Linked DNA regions of Mus musculus: regions 2 and 3 are each linked to region 1. A link is a contact called in public HiCAR-type and HiChIP or PLAC-seq data. All regions are on one chromosome and are shown on one strand. The core of a region is the stretch at or near the end of the contact, and the rest is flanking DNA. Distances in the headings are between cores, read along the strand shown.

Region 1 (2,944 bases), core at 261-2,760:
ATGCTTGCTGAGCTGTTGCGTTTTGATCGTGAATATTTATAAGGCTTTAACCTTATAAATATTATAGTTTATGATATTTATAGGGTAAATATAATACTTTAGAGAAAGATATTAATCTGTGGTGAGAAAAGGAACCCTAGTACTAAAAATGATCAATATCTTCTGGGCTTGGATGAGAATCAGGGCTGGCTTAAGGATCTACTTCCAGCGATGCTAATTAATTGTGAGTAAGTAATTGATTCACTTCCTTTGAAAAAAAAGACTAACGAGACCATATGTGGGTTGGTAGTTCTATGTAAAATGACAGCAAAAACATTCTACAAGGCAGGTTCTTGCCCCTTGCTAAGCTGTCTTCTTGAATTCTTCTTCCTATTTATTAAGGACTGCGTTGCTTACCAGTTCCGGTCGGTTCTTTTTTGTCCCGTTCCCCCCCAACCCCCACGCTTCTTTTTGATTTAGGAAATGGGTATGTATGCTTTTCTTGATGTTTTCCCACTTTTTGATACACCGAGGGCCAGCTTGAAAAAGAAACAAACAAGTTGACTGTTCGGTGTTAAGCAATAAATCTATTTTACATTTGAGTTCATTTGCATTTTGGAGCAGAAAAATTATTGGATGTGATTGTGGCCGCCATAGTTCCTCCCTGGGGCTTGCTTAAAACGGGACATCAGTCCCAGGCCTTTGGAGTCAAACCTTTTCCTGTCTTATCTTCTTTCATCTTTAATACGAGTCAGGAACAAAACAGAAGGGAAACGCTTTAAGTGAGATGGGCATAAAGAAGTGTGTGGTTTTTGTTTTTGAGCACACTTTTAAGCCTAGTTTCACTCAAATGAATTTCTCTGCAAACTAAGATTTATTAGGTACCAAGTCCAAATTCAGATATGAAACTATAATAGAAACACAAGCCCAGGGTGTTAAGGAAGAAATAAAAAGGCTTTTTGAAGATAACAATTTAAGAGAAAATTTATTCTTTTTAGGTCTCGGACCTTCCTCACATTGACTCTCTGAAAGTGTTAACCTTCACAACACCTCAGAACACCGCTATCCTGTGAGCTCCCGAAGCCAGTGGCAAGGTTGGTTTATTTTTAAATTTTTATTATTATTATTGTTGTTGTTCGTGATTCTGGGCGACCGGGGAGTTGGGCAACCGGCCCCTCCCCTCCTCTTCCCTCCCCTCCCGGGGCGCACCTTGCAAGGGAGGGGGAGGCGGCGAGGGAGGACTGGCTGTGCGCCTGCGTGCTGCGTTTGCAGCCCCCCCCTCCATCCCCAGAATACCTGTCACTGGAACCGCCCGGGCGCGAGCGCGCCACGTTAGGCCGGATGGCGGGACACGGCGCGGGGCGCGCGTGCGCGGGAGCCCACGGGGTGGGAGTGGGGTGCGCGCGCCGCTCCGCGGGGCTCGCGCCTCGGGGGGTCCGAGGGGGGCGTGGCCCGCAGCGGTGGGCGGGTCGGGGACGCGCTTGCGCACACGCGCGGTCACAGAGGGGGCGTGGCCGGGGGCGGGGCGTCAGGCGGCGCGGCCGGGGGGGAGGGCGCAACAGCTGCTGCGAGCACTTTCTGCCCCAACAGTCCCCCCGCCGGACGCCGGCCGCCCGCCCGCCCGCGCAGGGACCCCGCGCCTGCACTGTCCCCGCGCGGACGAGTAGGGGGCGCCCGCGCCGCTCCCTCGCCCCGCGCCGGAGGTGAGCCCGGCCCCCCGGAGCCTCTGTGGGGGTGGGGGTCCCGGCGCCCGCGGCCGTGGGAGGCGGGCATGGCGCGGCCCCGTCCCGGTCCCCGCGCCGTCGGGGCTAGCGGCAGACGCACAAAGGCCGCGCCGCCTCTGCCGCTCCTTCAGCCCCGCGGCTGGGCGGTGCAGCCGGACGGCCGCAGGTAAAGGGGCGCCGGGGCCGCGTCCCCACGGCTGCGGCCGCGCGTGGGGCTGGGAGGGACGGCCGAGACAATGGCCTGCCCGGCGCGGCGTGGCCGTCGGGGGTCCGGGCCCCTGCGGGAGCTGCGTCCTGCCAACCAAGGAAGGTGTTCGGTTTCACTCCCAAACTTAGAACGTCCCGCAAACTCCCGTGGGAAGTTCGTGCGGGTTGGCGGGAGGCGGCACCGCACATCCGAGGGCGCCGCCCCGTGCGCCTCAGTTTAGCCTCAACGCGAGCGGGCGCGCAGTGAAGGGCGCCCCCGCCTCAGACCCTCGGCGCACGGGAAGCGCATTCTTGGGCGGGGAGGGTGGGGGTGGGGACAGCGGGCGGGGATTTTTCCCGAAAGGTTTGCTTCCTGAAGTGAGCCGAAGTCCCGGGGGCCCACTTCTGGGACCCCCAGTGGGGGCCGGTCCGCACTCACACAGTAGTAGAAACTTTTAAACTTTTTATTGTTTGGGTCGGGGGCTCGGGGTGGTCGTTCCCAACCTTAAGGGCTGTGTCCTGTGAGCCTTAGTTTCTTTCTCTGAGAAACAGGCATTCCTGAGCATGCGTTGATTAAGGGGCACCAGCTTGGGGTCCAGGGCTGTAGGGCACCATGTGTACCCCAGGATCCCGTGGCCAGTTTCCTGGTTTGGGATGGGTTGGAGCCATTAAGTTGTATGTTTTAAGAGGCCTAGGTCTGATTTAGTTCAGGTTGATTCAATTATGTCTTCATCCCTTTTGAGGTGGTTGAATAACTTGACATGAGATTAAGGCCAACAAAAGAGGAGGCAGGGTAGCCACAGCTGCTGGCCATGCCTGGCAACTAGGTAGGGGCCTCAGGGGGCCTTTCACCTCTCTTTGTAAGAGAAAAACGTCCACAGCCTTCTTGACTACTTTTCCCAGAGTAAATCGACCACCTTGGTACCAAATTGGATATCAGATGTTAAGTTTTTGTTTCGAGAAGGATTAGTAACAGGTCTAGTTTCAAAAAAAAAATTTTTTTTTTTTTTTTGTAGTGACAAGTGCAGAGAACTAACCTTACTGCTTTCTGTCTG
Region 2 (3,116 bases), core at 272-2,771, 2.2 Mb after region 1:
GAGCACACCGAGGCCCAAGTAAAAAGAACCCTGTCAAAGAATCTGGAAACCAAGGCAACCCCCCAAAAAAGGTTTTGTCAGTCAAGAACACCAAACAACAGCCTGAGGGTGCCTACTTTCCTAAGTGAAGCTCAAAATAGATTTCAATTTCCAGCTGATGGGTCTCACCCGCTGTCTTTTGAACCTAGAAGCTGAAAGCAGAATAAACCGCCTGCTCTCTTTACCCGAGGAACAGGATCTATTTTGCACATGCTTATTTAAGATGCCTGGCGAGTATGGTTAATCCTCACAACCCCCGCACTGACATTTAATCGGAAGATTTGTTTTCTTTAGAGGACTTAGCTGCTTGCAAAGACATCTTTGCATTTTCAATTCACTGTTTCATACATGGCGGGGGGTGGGGGGGAGAACCCTACTTTCATAATACTTTTTTTTTTTTTAATGAACCACCAGAACCCCTCAAGTGGACCGGATCACAGAAAACAGAAACCATCTCAGCTCACGGTCAAAGGATAAAAGACAAAAGAAAGAGGCCATTTGGAGAGGGTCAGGCAGCTATAGGAATGGGTTCTGTGTCCCCCTAGTTAGTCGCCTAACCTCATGGCTTGTCACTCCTTGGTCTATTCAAAGAGCAAGTCTCCTTCCCTGTCGAGCCGCTAGCAGCCCTGCCGGTGATGCCCTAGACAAGGCAGCCCCTTTGCGTACAGTCACCCTCCACCAGAACAGGTCTTTCTCTTCTCAACACTTGTCACCAGATGCAATGATCAGTATTTGAATGTCTGTGTGACTATAGCCTCTCGGGGGGGGGGGGATAGGTTAGGTCTACGGTGGCGTTCAATACACACCAGCTCCAAAGCCTAGCACCGAAGAGACCCTCCAGCTCACGTCTAACAAATGAATGGACAGGAAGGAGTAAGGGGGCTGTCATCCCCGGGCCTCCACCACCGCACACCGAGGCCCGAGGAAGTGAAATGTGAGGGGGCGGGGGTGTCGGCGAGCCCACCCTCCTCCCCAGGAGACAAAGGAAGAGGGCCTGAGGTGGTCCAGTCCAGACAAGGAAGCGGCAGGGGTGTGGACCAGTGGGGACAAAGGGTGGCTGGGCCATGTTGGGGTCGGGTTTGCGGGGGGAGCTCGAAGATGACAGGGACCGCGGAGAGATAGAGGCGAGTGGGGGTGTCGCAGGGGCCGCGAACCCCAAGAGGGGTCTAGGGCGACGAGGATGCGCGACAGGAGTCCCCCGAGCCGGGAGGGTCGGGGAGACGGCGCGGCCTAGGGGCCCCCGGCTCCGCACCTGGTAAATAGCCGCCCAGTTCCCAGCCTTGTCGATCTCCTCGAACTCCTTCTCCATCTCCATGGCGGGACGGGTCGGCTGCCCGAGTTCCCACGGCCGTCCGCCGCGCTAGGCCGCGTCGCTCCGCGTCCCGAAGCCCGTCACCCGCCACCACCGCAGCCCCAAGCTCCCCAGCAGCGGCTTCTGCATGTCAAGCCGGCAGCCGGAAGTACGCACCCCCGCCTCACCGCGAGCTCCGCCCTCTGTACGGGAGGACCAGTCAGCTAGCGAAAAGGCGGCCGGCACTTCCGCGGGGGCGGAGCGGTAGGCGGGGCATCGCGGACGAGGCCCGAACCCGAGGAGCAGACTTGCTGCGCGCGCCGCGTGCGGCTTCCCGGGTTCCGCGCTCCGGAGGGCGCGCGCCCGTTGCCCAAGCGACCCCCGGCGGCGCGCCCACGGCGCGTGGGCCGAGGCGGGACTCGGGGAGTATCCTGAGTTCGAGCCTCAAGCCCGCCGGTTGAGTCAGGCGGCGAGGGCGTGGCCTCGAGCTGGGCGGTTGAGTGGGAGCGGCGTTTCCTGTCCCGGTCTGTTTTTCTTTTTTCTTTTTTTCCTTTTTGTCTTGGTTTTTCCAGACAGGGTTTCTGTGCGTAGCCCTGGACGTCCTCACATTCACTCTGTAGACCAAGACTGGCCTCGAACTCATAAATCCGGCTGCCTTTTTCCCGAGTTCTGGGATTAAAGGTGTGTGCCATCACTTCGGGCTCCGTTCTTTATTTTTAACTCAGGGTCACGATATTCCAGGCTGGCCTCTCACTTGCTGTCAGGCCAAGGATAACCTCTTATTTGCTGTCAGGCGAAGGATGATCCTCTCGCCTCCATCTCCCACGTCTTGGAATCACAGACATGCATTGCGGGGGATAAACCAGAGCTCCGTGCATGCTAGGACCTACTCCGGCCACATCCCAGCGAGCAGAGTGTTCGTTTTAGACAACGAATCACTCTATAGCCCGAGCTGGCCTGGAGTTCACTACGTAACCCAGGCCAGCCTCCAGCTCTGGATCTGCCTGCCTCAGTCTCCGGAGTTTTGGACAGGTGCTAACACCCAGCTGGCCACTCTGCTCTCATGAAACTTGGGAAAGTCCATAAGAGTTTTTACCCTGGCAGAATGAACGGATGGGACATGTGGTGCTAGTTTTCTGTCTTTCTCCAGTATCAAGAAAATCCTGACCAGATGTGGTGGCACTTGCCTTTAAACTCTCCAGGTAGAAGCAAGGGGTCTCTGAGTTCCAGGCCAGCCTGGTCTACATCGTTCCGGGACAGCCAGTTATACAGTGAGACCCCTTCTCAAAACAAAAAAACAACCAAAAGGGAAAAAATCTTCCTTGGGGTTTGTTGGTGACTCATAACCATCCTAACTCTAGTTTCAGGCCGTCTTCTGACCTTCAAGGGCACAGGGTATACATGTGATACCATACTACTGTACATACATGCATACAAAACCATCATACAAATAAATCTAAAAACATGTTTAAAAGAAAAAAAAAATCTTCCTCTCTGATGTCATCTGGGTGCAGATTCTGTGGTTTGTTCAGACTGCCCAGGGTGAGCACTGAATGTTGGTTCCGATGCTTGGGTTCCTTGAAGTATGTGTGAAGGATGGGATTGCCTTCCCTGGGGAAATGTAACTGGAACATGGAGTTGTAAACTTCCATTCTGGGATAGAAAGGGAGACATAGGTAGGAGCCGTGTCCTGTGCCCAGTGCCAGCTCCTGGTGTGACAGAGTGACTTCCAGTTTGCTCCAAGGGTACTGAGGTAGGCAAAAGGGCCCATGTTCATTTACTCTCC
Region 3 (2,863 bases), core at 155-2,654, 2.2 Mb before region 1:
CGTTTGATCAAAGTGATTGACTTAGCAAGCAGAGACATGGATCCTATGAGCCTGAGACCAGACTTATCCTTGCTGTAAACACACCTGTCAAGGCAGAGTGTGTGTTTAAGGTTAGGGTTAGGGTTAGGGTTAGGCTACCAACAGGGCTGATGTGGCAGAACAAGGTGAGAGGTTGTACCAGATCGTGAAGGCAGCTAAGATCTGAGCGCTAGAGAAGAGACAGTATAGGGCGGGGGGGCACACTACTGGTAGTCAGGGAAGACTTTCTGGAGGAGAGGGAAGCTATGCGGTGCCCTGAAGCACGGTACGCTGTGAGTATCCTGACTTGTGCTCAGGAGCAGAGCTGAGGCCAGTGTCCTGTCTGTCAGGCAGGAGAGAGGGGAAGGAAGTCCTTCCATCATTGTGCTCGGCACTCAAGGAAAGCGACCAATCCCTAACTGAAAAGCCACGGGAGCAGACAGTACTCAGAACTGCCCGATTCATGGCAGTGATCTTTCTTTCAGACTCCCCCAGACCTCGACGCTTCCGATCTACTACTTCTGAACTCCTGCTTTTTTTTTTTTTTTTTTTTTTTTTTGAGACCTACTTGAGATATGCTGCTGTCTGAATGGAAGCTGGTTTTCACTCTGAGCACTCAGGGCAAGTAACCACAACAAAACGGGATGGACTGCCTGCTCTGAGCCTGCTCTTCCAGCTAGATAAAAGGGTGGCGCAAGGAGCACAGGGAAGCGGTAGATGTACCGGCGGCACCGGCGATGCCGCCTCCTGGGCCCAGTGCCCAGGCCTCAACTGAACTTCAAAAGGAACAAGTCCAGGGGCCGGACTGGAAGTTCATATAGAATTCAGGCCCCTTGCGATCGGCTCGGTAACGCCACTGTTCTGGCTTTCGAAACTGGGGCTCGGCGGGCGACTCCATGACCTTGGGCAGCGCACCATTCCACTCCTAGCCTCAGTTTCTCCGGCTGCTAACTGAAAGAGATTTTTCTCGGATTCTAGGAATCTGAGAACTCAGGGACCCCGGAGGTGACCCGTTTCGGTCAGGTGCAATGTAAAAATTGTCCATTGGGGCTGGCCCTGGCACGGCGCTCCGGCCACTTGGGGATCAGGGTCCGAGTGGCTGTGGGGAGTCTTACCTGGCGGCTGAGACAGTCCCCGCGGGCCGTGCGCAGCAGTCGGGCGTCCGGAACCGGATGGGACAAGGCTAAGGCCCAGAGCGGTGGAGCACAGGAGGTGGCGGTTCCCAGGAGCCAAGGGGCCAGGGGCCGCAGCCGGGTGCTCACTCTTCCTGCCGGGCCAAGCAGCGTCAACAGCCCGGCCATGGCGCGCCGCGAGCGCAGCTCCAGTGTGCCCACTCGGGAATCAGCTCCAACACAGCGCGGTGGGCGGGGCCGAGACCGGGGCCTCGAGCTCCACCCCCCGACAGGCCCCGCCCCAACACCTTTAGGGCCCGCCCCCGGAGCGGAGCTGAGCGTGGGATAGGCGGGGCTCTATAGCGGAGCGCAGGTTTTGGGCTCCACCCAACAGCTCCGCCCTCCGCAGAAGCAGCCTATCCATGAGTGGGTGGGGCATCTGGAGACGCTCGCTCTCTTTTGTTCCCGCCCCTCAGCCCCGCTTCCTTGGCTAAGTTCCGCCTCCTGAAGCGGAGTGGGCGGGGCTGGGGACCTGCCAAGTCTATCAGCCTAGTTCTCAGGACCTCAGGCCAGTTCTTTGTGGAATGCATTTTCTCAGAACTTTCCAGGATTTTGAGTTTCCGGACTGTGGAGCGCGGCTGGCGGCTGTTTCAAGCGAGGGCTAATGCATTCTTTGTTTTTCCTCTCAGCCGAATGGGTGAAACCTGGAAGACTGATGCTTACGTGAATGCTTTAAAGAAGAAAGGAACTATAGAGGTTAACTCTCACTTGAAGAAGCCCTCTAAATGAGCCTACTATATCGCGGCTGTGAACATGAAAGCAGCCACTGTGGAGAAAAGTTTTGTACTTTCACAGATAGTTAAAAGTACACAAACCAGGTTGGTCAGCAACTCCGCTCCCATAGTGTCTCAAGAGAAGCAAAGACTCACATTTCTGTCGGACTAAAATCTGACAAGAGGGCACTCTCTCTTACCTGGTGACTATGCACTGCCTGGGGACTTGGGCCCACAGGAAGGCGTTGCTGGCATTAGATGTGGCCCCTCTACCTTGGACCTCTAGGCCCATGAGCCAAAATTAACCCTTCTGTTCTTATAACTTAAAGAAATAATAGTAAACTGTTATCTTGACATGGTGGTGCAGATCTGTAACTCAAGCACCCAGGAGGCTGAGACAGAAGGATTAAGAGTTCAAGGCCAGCCTCGACCCCAGGAGAACCTGTCCTACACACATGCTCAGAAGACAGCAATACTCATAGCAGGGCAGTCCAGATATCTGTCAGCTGGAGAATGGAACTTCCATCTGTGGATCACTTGCTATCCAAGCTGAGTTCCACCCTGGGGCCCAGGCAAGGTGGGGGTGGGGGCTGGGAGGTGGGGGGAGAGAGCCACAGTCTCCACAAAGTGCTCCTCTGGCCTGTACACATGCTCCCTCCCATGCAATAATAATAAAAAAATTTTTTTAAAGTAAGGCGTGAACACCTTCATCCTAGGGACAAGTCTCAGGACTGCTTTGCCAAATGGAAAATTCCAGCCACAAACACAACATGCAGGAGGATTTCATCTTCAGAGAATGCAAAGTTCACAGGCAAAATTCTGGACCCCCCCCCCCAAAAAGGTCAGCGGCTATCTAGGATTGTGAGTGGGATTTGGGCGGGGATTCAAGGAGCAGGGGGCTGACAGGGCAGTGAGGGTCACCACAATAAGCAAAGCTCACTTTTATGCAGAGCAATCATA

Evidence for each region. HiCAR-type assays count read pairs that join an accessible place to other places. HiChIP or PLAC-seq counts read pairs in DNA pulled down with a chosen protein or histone mark.
Region 2: a contact with region 1 is called in an H3K27ac HiChIP or PLAC-seq map of large pre-B cells, with 3 times the contacts expected there. The contact joins the promoter of Ptpn1 here to the promoter of Zfp217 in region 1.
Region 3: a contact with region 1 is called in a HiCAR-type map of astrocytes, with 5 times the contacts expected there. The contact joins the promoter of Fam210b here to the promoter of Zfp217 in region 1. A contact is called at or near these places in 1 of 39 promoter capture datasets (hippocampal neurons), 1 of 484 Hi-C or Micro-C datasets (liver) and 3 of 115 datasets of contacts at active chromatin or transcription factors (astrocytes, embryonic forebrain and extraembryonic endoderm stem cells).

The regions. Positions count from the first base shown.
Region 1 is chr2:170,129,786-170,132,729 of GRCm38.p6, reverse strand. Zfp217 (zinc finger protein 217) reads left to right here and starts at 1,510. Exons shown (of 6, transcript NM_001033299.3): 1 at 1,510-1,682.
Region 2 is chr2:167,930,732-167,933,847 of GRCm38.p6, reverse strand. Ptpn1 (protein tyrosine phosphatase, non-receptor type 1) reads right to left here and starts at 1,521. Exons shown (of 9, transcript NM_011201.3): 1 at 1,292-1,521. The coding sequence starts at 1,354.
Region 3 is chr2:172,344,118-172,346,980 of GRCm38.p6, reverse strand. It overlaps Fam210b (family with sequence similarity 210, member B), which reads right to left and starts at 1,404. Exons shown (of 3, transcript NM_025912.4): 1 at 1,134-1,404. The coding sequence starts at 1,319.